Linked DNA regions of Mus musculus: region 2 is linked to region 1. A link is a contact called in public Hi-C data. All regions are on one chromosome and are shown on one strand. The core of a region is the stretch at or near the end of the contact, and the rest is flanking DNA. Distances in the headings are between cores, read along the strand shown.

Region 1 (5,383 bases), core at 111-2,610:
TAGCTGACATAAGTGAGAGGGTGGGGAACCCTCTGGGGGCCAATGAAATAGCATCCATTACAGGATTCCTGTCCTGGGTCTCAGATCAAAAACAGGTAAGTCACATATAACTCACAAACACACAGGCGGAACATGACAGTCGGACACACAACACCTGCGCCCCTCCTAGTCTCCAGTGTTTCTGGACAGGTCAACGTGTCTTTAATAGAGGATTCATACTCATTTATTTCTGTGCCAGAATGCAAGCTTCCCAAAGGCTAGGATTAGTGAGGCTTGCCATCCCATAATCCCCAGTATTAGAAATGAGTTTAGCACAGGAACACACAAAGAGAAAGGATGCTATACTTGCAGAGTGGTGCCTAAAATTTCACTTATTTAAAAAAAAACACACACACACACATACACACAAATAAAAATCTCTTTTGTGGTTGCCCTGGTCAGCAGGCCATTGGCAGCAGCCTGTGGTCTCTGGACAATGGTGGGGAAGGGGAAGAAAATAATTTCTCTGAAGTGCTCTACCACCCTCAACTGCCCCCGTGCACCTCACTGCCGGGCCTAGGAGACACAGCAGACCAAGGTGACGTGTTCAGCCAGAAAACAAGAGCAGAGTGCACCAGCTCACCTAGGGCTCATGTCTGACGTCTCTCCTCCTGATTAATCGTGTGTGGCAGTGCCTGCTTGGCCACCTATGGATGGTGTACGCAGACTCCTCAGACTCCAGATAAGGATCACCAGCACCTAAGCCTAAAGTCAAGAATCTACACATCAATCACAGACGGCAAGGACCCGGGGCTGCAGGCCAGTATTGAACTGCTCACCATCCTTCCAAACCACTGGAACTGAGGTCCGCCAGCCTGCCTCTGGGTGCCCAGCCTGGGAAGGCACAGCAGGGCCCCAGTTTGCCGGTGGGACATGTGAAGTGCGACTCTTAGAGCAGGCCCAGAAATCACTCTTCAGAAGACAGCGATCCCCTCCCAAAGATGAATGAAAAAAAAAAAAAAAAAAAAACCTAAACAAACAAGCAAAAACTATGAGGGGTACTACGGGCACCAGGAGATGTGAGCAGCACCGTCGCTTGTTGCTTTGGCCTTTCAGCACATCCTGTTGTGAACTTATTCCCCTCCTCTCGCCTGCATTTGAGAAGGTCTAAGAGAGGCCAGTGCTGTGTGACTCCAGGGTTGCAGCTAGGGTGTGATTTCCAGACCAGCCAGGTGCTCTGCTGCTTGGAAATAGGGCTGTCCACGGTGAGGCATCCGCAGACCTCCACCAGACCTCCAACTCATCCCTCAGCAGGCCCAGAAAGTCACCTGCCTGCAGGTTTCACTTTCTCCAGACCTGAAAACAGTGCGCAAAACTGCTCCGTAGAGTGAGCTGCGCGCCCTCGTGTGGCCGTGTTTGGGAATGCAGGTCTGGCCATGTGATCACACTAATGCAGGAAGCCCCATCTGGAGCAAAACAAAACAAAACAAAACAAAACAAAACACCCAGAAACTCCTGGACACATCTTCGTTGAATTTTGCGGATTAAGAGACCCTTAGAGAAACTGAATTTCTTATAATGTCCCCTTCCTATATAGAGGGCTGCAAGTGGCAAAGCCCAGATTCCTATACCACAAAGTAGCTCTCTTTCTGTATTTGCCAGGGTTCTCTAGAGTAACAGAACATGGAAAGACAGACAGACACTCAGACAGATACACAGACACACAGAGAAATAGACAGAGAGATATAGATATTAAAATCGATACAGATAGATAAATATGTATATGCTATGTGTTGTATTATGACTTATTCGAATCATTTATAGCCTGTGCTACAGCTAATCCAACAATGACTGCCTATGAATCTAATATTTGTTTAGTCCATGAGACTGGATATATCAGCTGGCCTTCAGTATACGCAGGAAAGGACTTGCCAGAGGGCCCCCATCTGCTCATAGCGGAAGGGGAGCGGGAAGGATTTTGGGAGAAGTGACCTGGGGGGGGGGGGGGAGCAGTGAGCAGGATGTAAAGTTAATAAGTAGGAATTAATTAATTAATGTTTTAAAAGAGTAAGAGAAGGCTAGGAAAGTACCTCAGAGACTGAGGTGCAAAATCAAGGTCCCAGGCCCAAGTCCAGCACTGCAAAACTAAACAAACTGGAAAGGCAAGGAGCCCACTCAGGCAAGCAGCCTTCATTATTCCGGCCAACTTTCCTGGGTTTGATGCCACCTTTGATTCCTAGACTTGTAATGTTAGGTGCTCTAGCGGTTTGAATGAGTATGGCTTCTACAGGCTCATATATTATGAGCTTAGGTCCCAGTTGTTAGAACTGTTTGGGGGGGATTAGGAGGTTTGGTCTTGTTGAGAGAGGTACATCACAAGGGGTAGGCTTTGAGGTTTCAAAAGACTCAAGCCATTCTCAGCATCCCTTTGAGGATCAAAATGTGAGCTCTTAGCTGCTACTCCAGCGCCATGCCTGCCTGCCTGCCTGCCTGCCTGCTGCCATGTTCTCCTCCATGAGAACCATAAGAGTCAAATAGACTCTCTCGTCTACAGTTGTCTCAGTCATGGTGTCTTATCTCGACAACAGGAAGATAACTGAGATGAAGGTCAAGGACTTTTCCAGGAATTCTGCTCCACTCGGTCATCATGCAGAGCAGAAGAGAAAAGAAAAAGAGCTGCTGACCGTTTGCTGACAGAGAAGAGCAGGTGAAACTGTGGGCTCTGAGGAACTGACTCTTAACACTTTATATAACACACAACGCATAGCCCCGAGAAAGATGAGCTCGACTAGGGCCGTGGAGGCTTATGGTCTCAATGTGCTTGAAAACACAAGCCACATTTGGCTCTTGAGATTTGAGTGGCAAGAGAAGCATCTTTTGACTCTGTCTGTAGCCTTCTCGGGACCAAAAGGAAGCTTTGGAGGCTGTGCATATAGACCTTACCTGGTCCACTTCACTGTCTCTCTGAACTCAGAAGGGGACTGCCAGATAACGGGAACTAACTCTACAGATACAGGGCTAGGAATGGGGCCATGGCCCGGAAGGTGAATGGTCTTGCAGCCAAGCCCCTGAGTCTCATTGCTGGGCCCCATGAAGGATAGAACTGGCTACCCCAAGTTGTCCTCCCACCTACACACACACACACACACACACACACACACACACACACACAAGCATTCATACACACAAAGAGACAGACAGACAGACAGACAGACAGACAGACAGACAGACAGACAGAGAATAAAGGAAAGAAATACATTGCCAGGCAGATATTTGTTTTGTTATGTTGGGTTTTGCTTTGTGCTTGTTTTATGTTTTTGTGTTGTGTTATCACTGTGATGTTGTGTGTTTTTCTGCATCTTGTTTGTGATACAAGATTTTGCTCTGTAGACCAGTCTGGCCTCAAATCTTTGATGCTCCCCTACCTAGCCTCCCAAGAGCCAGAATTACAGACACACGTCACCACGCCAGACCGTTTATACAACAGCACATTCTTTAGAAGTCACATTTGAAATATTAAAAGAATTAAATTTTTCTGTAATGATCCAATATGATATAGTACACTTCAAAGTGTAATAATTCAAAATTTAAAATGGAGATATTTTAACTTGATTTTTATTTAAAACATGGTGTGGATTTTAAAATTCTAAGACGTCACAGTTCAGAGCAGCTTTGATTTGAATTCTCTGTAGTCACATATAGTCATCACAAGAGCACAGACCTAGTGTTCATCCTTGATTCATGTCACAGAGCCCCACAGTTAGCCACTATGTCAAGGGACAAGGTATTGGACCCTCGGTGCTGCCTTTGACACATAATTGAGCCAAAATCACAGGGCGTTTCCATCTTAAGTGACTGTCCCAGGAAAAAGGGACCAGGGTGGACCAGGGCTCTTCCAGAAATTAAATGAGGAGCCTAGGCTGGCTCTTTCAGTAAATCAGCGTCCACACCACGGTCACACCCAGTGTGCTGTTGTTGAGCGGCTATTTAATTCCAAGACCAGAAACCTGTTATAAACTGTTCGGCTTTTCGTGGACAGTAAAGACAACGAGATGTTTGCTTCCCTATTTGATTTGGACGTCGGAATACACAGGGAAATATTACTCTTCATGAAAAGATTGCTCTGACCCCAGGGCTCTAATTGCATGTATTTTGGAATGCTCTTGATTTTGAAAAGTTAAGAAACTGTTTCCATTTGTGGAAACAGACTCCAGATGCATGCATTAGGAAGTTGTTTGCCAATTTGACCACTAGGTGGCGGCATTATATAATAGAAGACACCAAACTTCAACTCCATGTAGGCCATTTTCCCCAAACTGTAGAGATTACTCAAGAGCCTCTTCAAAGTTCCAACGTGCTATCTTGCAAAACTTGGCAAAATAATACTAAAAGTTACACGGAATTTTAAAACTTAATGAAGCAAGCTATAGAAGCAAGCAGATTTCAAGAGCTTTCAAGTAGCTTTCAAGAGTTGAAATTCACCATGCAGAATGTATGTCAGGATAACAACCTACTGCGGGTACCACAGGTACCTTCTCCAGTGCAGACAGCATCAACCCTAACCCACATGGACTTCCAGTCTTCACTCATAATGTTTACACTGGTAAATGCTTAACTCTGCAAACCATTCTCCACAAATAGTAGTTGCTGGGTAAGCAGGTCTCCACTCACTCAGCTCTACCTACAGCTATACCAGTGGTTTTTTCCTTTGCAGTCTGTGCCCACAGGACTGCTAGCTTTGTACCATGACAATTACAGTCCCCAAGGACCAGGGTGCCTTTGAAACTCAGTCTTTTTTTTTTTTTCCGTTCTCAATTTCACTCTTTAATTTATATTGCACCAAAAGAAGTTCACAGCTGGAGAATGATATTAAAATTATACAGAATATTCTTTCTTTAAATCCCATTTCCCTCAGGCTAATTCTTGCCACTAAAAGTAGTTTAATTCTTTTCTAAAGCAAGTCCCCAAAACAAATACCCATACCCATTCTCCATCTCTTAATGGTCTCTCGTGTGTGTGTGTGTGTGTGTGTGTGTGTGTGTGTGTGTGTGTGTGTGTTTTAAGCCAGATATCAGATCCTGAACTCTTTTGTAAGAGCATTTATATAAACCACAGAGAGCATGGAAGTCCGAGAGCTGAGCCTCCCAAATGCTCTGGCTGAATTTCTAAGAGTGCCAGTGTTTCCCTCACAAATGAGACATAGAGAAATTTTATTAAAGGGTTTCTGGGCACTGTTTAGGGCCCAGTGCTGGCTCCTGCTGTAATATGTGTTTGGGAAAAGAAGATAGGCCCAAGACATTCCATGTGTAAAGGTTCCCAGAAATGGGGTCCCACAAGTGGTCTGGACACCTCATCCTGTCACCCTGGATCCCTGTGACCACCCTGGAAGCAAGCTGGAGCTTTG
Region 2 (5,734 bases), core at 1,495-3,994, 100 kb after region 1:
GTCATCAAGCCTATCGCCCGCACCCACATGCTGGCAAAAGGGAATGCACTCCCACAGAGGACCTACTCACCCAGGTCCCAGTGCACGCACTGAGCACAGGCGCATGAGCAAGAGCACACTCACAGGATAGATGAATGCAATTTAAAAAAAGAAACGTATTTAGAATTAGGATAGAGGGGAGTAAAAGTAAACTACAAAGATGGCCAAAGGACGCCCAAGTTCCCAGACCTGTCCCTTTCTAGTCATAGCTGTGGGCAAACCCCTGCACCTCAAAATAAAGTTCTAGACTAACCCTTACTGGCCATGGCCTTCATTCCTCCATCTTCAAGTAGAACGACTTTTTTCCTCTCATAACCAGGATGTCATCCCAAACAGTATCAGCTCTTATTTCATCCTTAAACAAATAAAAGTAGTAATGTTGGGGGTGGAGAGATGGCTCAGCAGTTAATAGCACTGGCTGCTCTTTCAAAGGACCCCAGTTCAATTCCCAGCAACCACACGTCATCTTACAACCGTCTGTAACTCTGGTTCCCGGAGATCTGACACCCACACACAGAATAGCAGGTAAAACACCAGTACATACAATTTCTCTAAAAGTCATTTTTTTAAAATACTGATTTTTTTCTTCCAATTTTTCTGGTACTAAGAGAGTCCAAACATATTTAGCTTATCTTAAATCTGCACTCAAGCCTGGACCCTTTCCTCAAAATGCACTGAGTAAATAGATTTTAGCAGTATGTGCTGTAGCAGCAAACATAAGAAGAAACTCAGAAGCCTGGGGAAGACCTATATCAGCAAATCGTTAACTCCTAATTGATGAACTGCTCAGTGCAGCGTGGCCTGGTGCTGCTGGAGCAGTGAAAACAAGAGATGAAATGCCCAGACAAGACTCAAGCTCAATGCTCTAGCGGGGATGCAAGATGTTTACTAGGAAGACAATTCTGGACCCAGGAAACAAAGGAAGATGCCATCGTCTGTGAACTGCAAACAGTCCCATGGAGAGGACATGTGTAACTGTAGACGAAACGAGAACGCAGACAAGCACCAGAAACTGGAAAAGACTGAAGGAATTCTAACCATGAAATTAAAATTCTCTTCTTCACCCACAATAGTAAAAGCAATATGGCAACAAGCAAAAAGATTCTACCTGAGGGAAGGTAGAATAAAAAAGTTCCTGCGCGAAGGGCGGCTTCTGGCTTTCTTGTTATGACGTATTAAAGAAACAGAACAAATTACAGGTTAAGGGTTGTTAAGTATTTTTAACCTAGAGACTGAGGTCAGTGTTGCTGAGAACAAGGAAGAAAACCACCATATAAGAGAAGAGCAATGCACTCTAACAAATTAAGAGAGACAAACATTAATAAAGTCTGGAAAGAAGACTGACTTCATCCAATGCAAACCCTTCATCAACGTTTACATCCCTTACCAATTATACACTATACATTTTAACGCATACTTTATAGTTATCCTTTGCATTAAATTTGATTCCAGTTTTTTAATCTAAATGATGATACTTTAATCAACTGTCTAAATACATATGTCTCACTAATACTTAATGTTCTTGACCCCCCCAAAAAAAATGCTTTTTCAAACGGCTACTCTGAAAAAAAAAAAAAAAGGTAAATGCTTATTCTCATTCATAACCGTCCTCCCCCAGCTTGGGTTTTTTGAGACAAGGTCCAGGTAGTTTTTGCTATTCTGAAGCTTGCTATGTAGACTAGGTTAGCCTGGAACTCACAGAAATCCACCTGCCTCTGCGTCCTGAATGCCAGGATAAAGGCGTGAACCACCTGGTTTTTCTCTCTCCTTAAGTGAAACAGGGCATTCCAATCTTGAACGGCGAAGAGTCTGTGCACTAGTCATTTCCATGGCTAAGGCCTATTTTATGATCAGCAAACCTAATTGGCTAGGTAGCCAGCAAAGATGAATTTGCAATTATTGAAATTCAAAATCAGGCTTTACGAGCAACGACCACCTCAAATGGATTGCCCCCTCCCTTTACTTTGTCAAGAAAGTAGGTACATTTTTAAAAAAAATGTATAAAAATAGACGTCCAAAAGAGGGAGAGGAGGGGCGTAAAGCACCTGAACCTACAGACGCCCCGTAATCCACCAAAGTTCTCAAGACGTGTTTTAGGGCGTGTCTTTGTTTTGACTCAGTGATTTAAAAAAAAAAAAAAAAAAAAAATCCCACTCATTCCGGGCTCTCAGGTACTTTCCCTCACCAACGCGAGCATCCAGGCTTTGAAATCCCAGGGCATCTCTGCCTCGCCCTGATTTCCCGGTGCAGGAAGGCTGCAGCCCGGGCATCCCGCGGCCCCTTCCCGTCACAGCACCACCGAGCAGGGGCATCCGGCCTGCCCGCTGCACAGCAGGCGGCTCGGGAGAGGGGGCGGGGGCTCCGAGGGTCGTCCCAGAGCGCTGCTGGCCAAGGACACCCGGCCCTCCGTCCGCCCGCGCTGCGCCCCGGAGCCAGGCAGCCTCGGGCGCCCCGAGACCCCGGCCCTGACCCCCGACTCTCACCGTGCGGAGGTCGCGTTGCCTCCTCGGCCGCGGCCCGGCTGCCGGTCGCCCAGCGACCTGCCCGCCCGAGGATGGGAGAGAGGCGAGAGGCAGTTCCGTCACATCCCGGTCTGTCCAGCCGCCTGCCCCGCAGCAGCCAGCATCGCCTCCTCGGCCTGCGGGAGCGCCGGACTTCACCGACGCCGCGCCCCCTCCCTAGGCCGGCACCCTCCTGGACTCCGCCCTCCAGGGCCCTCGCACTACGCGTGCGCGGCCCCGCCTCCCGGTCTGTCCTTGCGCAGGCGCGAGTCTCACTGGACTAGACCCCGCCTCCGGGCCCGCCCCAACCTCGCGCCAGCCGTTCGCAGGCTCCGCCCTGATCCACTGACCTTGCCTTTTTACCCCCTGACTCAGGTCTTTTCCTGGCTTGAACCTTTCACTCCGGTCTCTTGGCTGGATTCAAATGTGCAGCTTGACCACAACCAAACCTGTCAGCTCCGGCTCCAGTCTGACAGGAGTGATCTGAACACTGGAGCAAGCATGACTTCCCCACTTTACGTCTTGTTTTGGCCTGACTGTGGCTGGCTATGCCTCAGCCGTGCATACTGAATCTGAGCGGAGATTGCGATAAAACACTGAGAGCTGAGAATTGGAGCTATTTTATGAGGCTGTGGATCCCAATCCCATTCCAAATGCCATCTCTCCCTCCTTCCTAGATGGTCAGACAAGTCGTTGAGAGTCACCATCATGAAAGCCTTCAGTATCTGGCTGTCTATTAAAAGCATTGACGGTGATATTTATCTGACCCTAGACTGCCTAGTCTCCTCACTAGCCCTAACAGCTCAACTGAAATTAATAATATTGAAAGAGAACTTGGAAAGTCTCCACCTGTCCTCCAGACCACTAACATAACCACTGTGGTAGGGGAGGAGACACTAGCGCCCCTCAGGCCATCAGACTGTTGAAACATTATACTCCAAATAATGTTTTAAATTTTAGGTATTTTCATCCTGGAGAAATGGAAACAACACTGAAGGCCTAGCGCTATCCAGAGAAGGAGCTTGCCTCCCAGGATTCGTAGCTCTGACAACTTCTCAGACCACTTTGCAAGATAGACCGGAGTGAGCCGAAACAGTGCTAGGTCAGTCCTATCACACCTTAACCAGGCAGGAGTGCTCAATTTACAACTATCTCTAGCTCTCTATATAGACTTAAACCTCTGGTCAGTACTCCTGACGGTGGACTTGGTGATAACTGTACCCTTTTGCTTCCTCCAATTCCCTATGTGGCCATAATGAGTAAATTTCCTTTTTACCTGTTTCATTATTACTTGTCTCTTTAATTGGTCAATAGAATAATGATAGGGAGACTTAATTTTGTGGATGATAATGTGTATCTTTAAAGTGCTGGAAAAGACTAGGGCTTCATGCAGTATGTTTCTTTTTAGATTAAGTAAATCATTAAGAGAGCAAACACCAGTTCCAGACCTCAGATTCAAACACAACACTCATGCGATGAGGTTGCTAAATATGCTTTGGACTTTACGCTACAATCTAAATTGAGAGATGGAAAAGAAGTGGCTCTCCACAGCTTGTCCTTGGGAGCTAGGCAAGATGCAACTGTTCCAATAGGCTCTATAAAGAATCTGGGAGGGGGCAGGGTGATCTTTCCATTCCCCAAACCAGGAAGAGCTTTGCTTCTCAGAACTGCTTGGCTGTTGTCTTGTGACTCCCTGAATATTTGAGGTAAGTATGTGTTTTCTTTGGCAGTTTGACGTGCTAGGTCACCACTTCCCTTTCTTCTGCAAAGGTAGAAGCCTTACAGAGTGCCTGATGCATATGAATTTTTCAGGCTTCATCAAATTTTCTGTGTTCCCATTTTGTCTTTGTCCCAATTTTCTCACTTCCTTGGTTGGCACCTTGCTTCTATTTCTATTAGGCAAATCTTCCAGTGTATGCCCACAGGATTTTAATTTCCCGGATGACTGTGACAACACCGCGAGATCAATGTACTGAAAGATTATTTTTATGGCTTACATTTCCTGAAAGATGGGGTGCCATGTCATGCAGGGGCATATGGAGAGGCATTGGGTTTGGCTGGGAGTGAAGGGAAAACCCAGACCAAAGCTATTATTGGAATGTATGTGGAAAAGGAAAGGGAGATGCAGGAATATATTGAGGATGTCTAGTGTAGATACTGTCAGCGGATTCTAAACCACAGATACTTGTCTAGTTGTTTGGTAACTGACCGTGGGTTATTTGGATCAGAGAGAATACTGGCTTGGTTTGTGGAAGTTAGACAAAGGGGCGGTTGTAGTTATAGACTTAAAATTGGCTGGAGGCTACATCATAGGATTATTAGATGTTCATGAAAGTTGGGTTGCAAGGAAAGCACAAACAATGTTCGCCATTCTTTGGAAGACTGTATAGACAAATCTAAAAAATATGTATTTAAACATCATTTTAGAATTATGTATAGAAAACAGGTTATATTTTAAAAGTCTGCCACCGGAAGAACTGTGCATTCTTGAGGCTAAGGGTAAGATAGCAGACCAACCTGAACATTGGATTCCCAATGTTTATCATGGCTCAGAATCCAGGAGGAAGGTTTTATAACACAGATTGCTGGCCACCAGCCCTAGAATTTCCAAATTCAGTGGGCCTGGGTGGGGCACAGGAATTTAAATTTCTGACAAATTCCCAGAGAACTGCAAGGCTGCTCTAGGGATCAAGCCTGGAGAACCACATGAGTAGAATACGCCAACAACCAGCCGTACCTGATGGGGAAACTCTCCATCAACTCCTGAAGGATTGTCAAGATACAAAGGTCTAAAGGTCTAAGTGTCATGTGTCATGTGGACAAATATCACAACTGTGTCAACCTTTGATCATTAAAGAACAGCTGAGAGAGCCAGGGTTGACCCCAGTCCTTGAGCTGAGGAGAAAGGCCAATGCTGAAACGGCAGAGGCGGATGGTACAAACTGCTATGATAGGAATGCACATGCTTTGACCAATCTCCTTTGTGGGTTTTTTTTTTCCCTGTACACAAAGTAGTGTCAGAGCACAGAGATGAAGAACCCAGTGATCTTGCAGGATTGTCACTTGGAACTATTTGTTAAAAGCTTAAATGAACAATAATGGCTGGGCCCCCTCAGCAGATAAACTCACTTGCCACCAAGCCTGGCAACCTGAGTTTCATCCCAGAAATTCCTGGATGAAAGGAGAAAAACAAC

What was found. A called contact is a pair of places that touch in the nucleus more often than the background predicts.
Region 2: a Hi-C map of natural killer cells shows a contact between it and region 1, with 4 times the contacts expected there. The contact joins the promoter of Ccser2 here to the enhancer-like site in region 1. A contact is called at or near these places in 15 of 39 promoter capture datasets (the 3T3-L1 cell line, 3T3-L1-derived adipocytes, the C10 cell line and 9 more), 6 of 15 datasets of contacts at CTCF or cohesin (the NIH/3T3 cell line, embryonic stem cells, large pre-B cells and 2 more), 76 of 484 Hi-C or Micro-C datasets (8-cell embryo, B cells, CD4 T cells and 42 more), 24 of 115 datasets of contacts at active chromatin or transcription factors (the 230-238 cell line, CD8 T cells, Th17 cells and 13 more) and 3 of 9 other capture datasets (adipose tissue, liver and macrophages).

The regions. Positions count from the first base shown.
Region 1 is chr14:36,862,916-36,868,298 of GRCm38.p6, forward strand. No RefSeq gene overlaps it. Among named protein-coding and RNA genes, the nearest start is that of Gm25204, 98 kb to the left of the region's middle. Within about 2 kb of position 1,361, at least 76 of the 459 cell types and tissues checked have an H3K27ac peak or open chromatin away from gene starts, as enhancers often do. A contact at or near this core is called in B cells, CD8 T cells, the CH12 cell line and 17 more, where this site is marked.
Region 2 is chr14:36,966,020-36,971,753 of GRCm38.p6, forward strand. Ccser2 (coiled-coil serine rich 2) reads right to left here and starts at 2,745. Exons shown (of 11, transcript NM_027045.1): 1 at 2,523-2,745.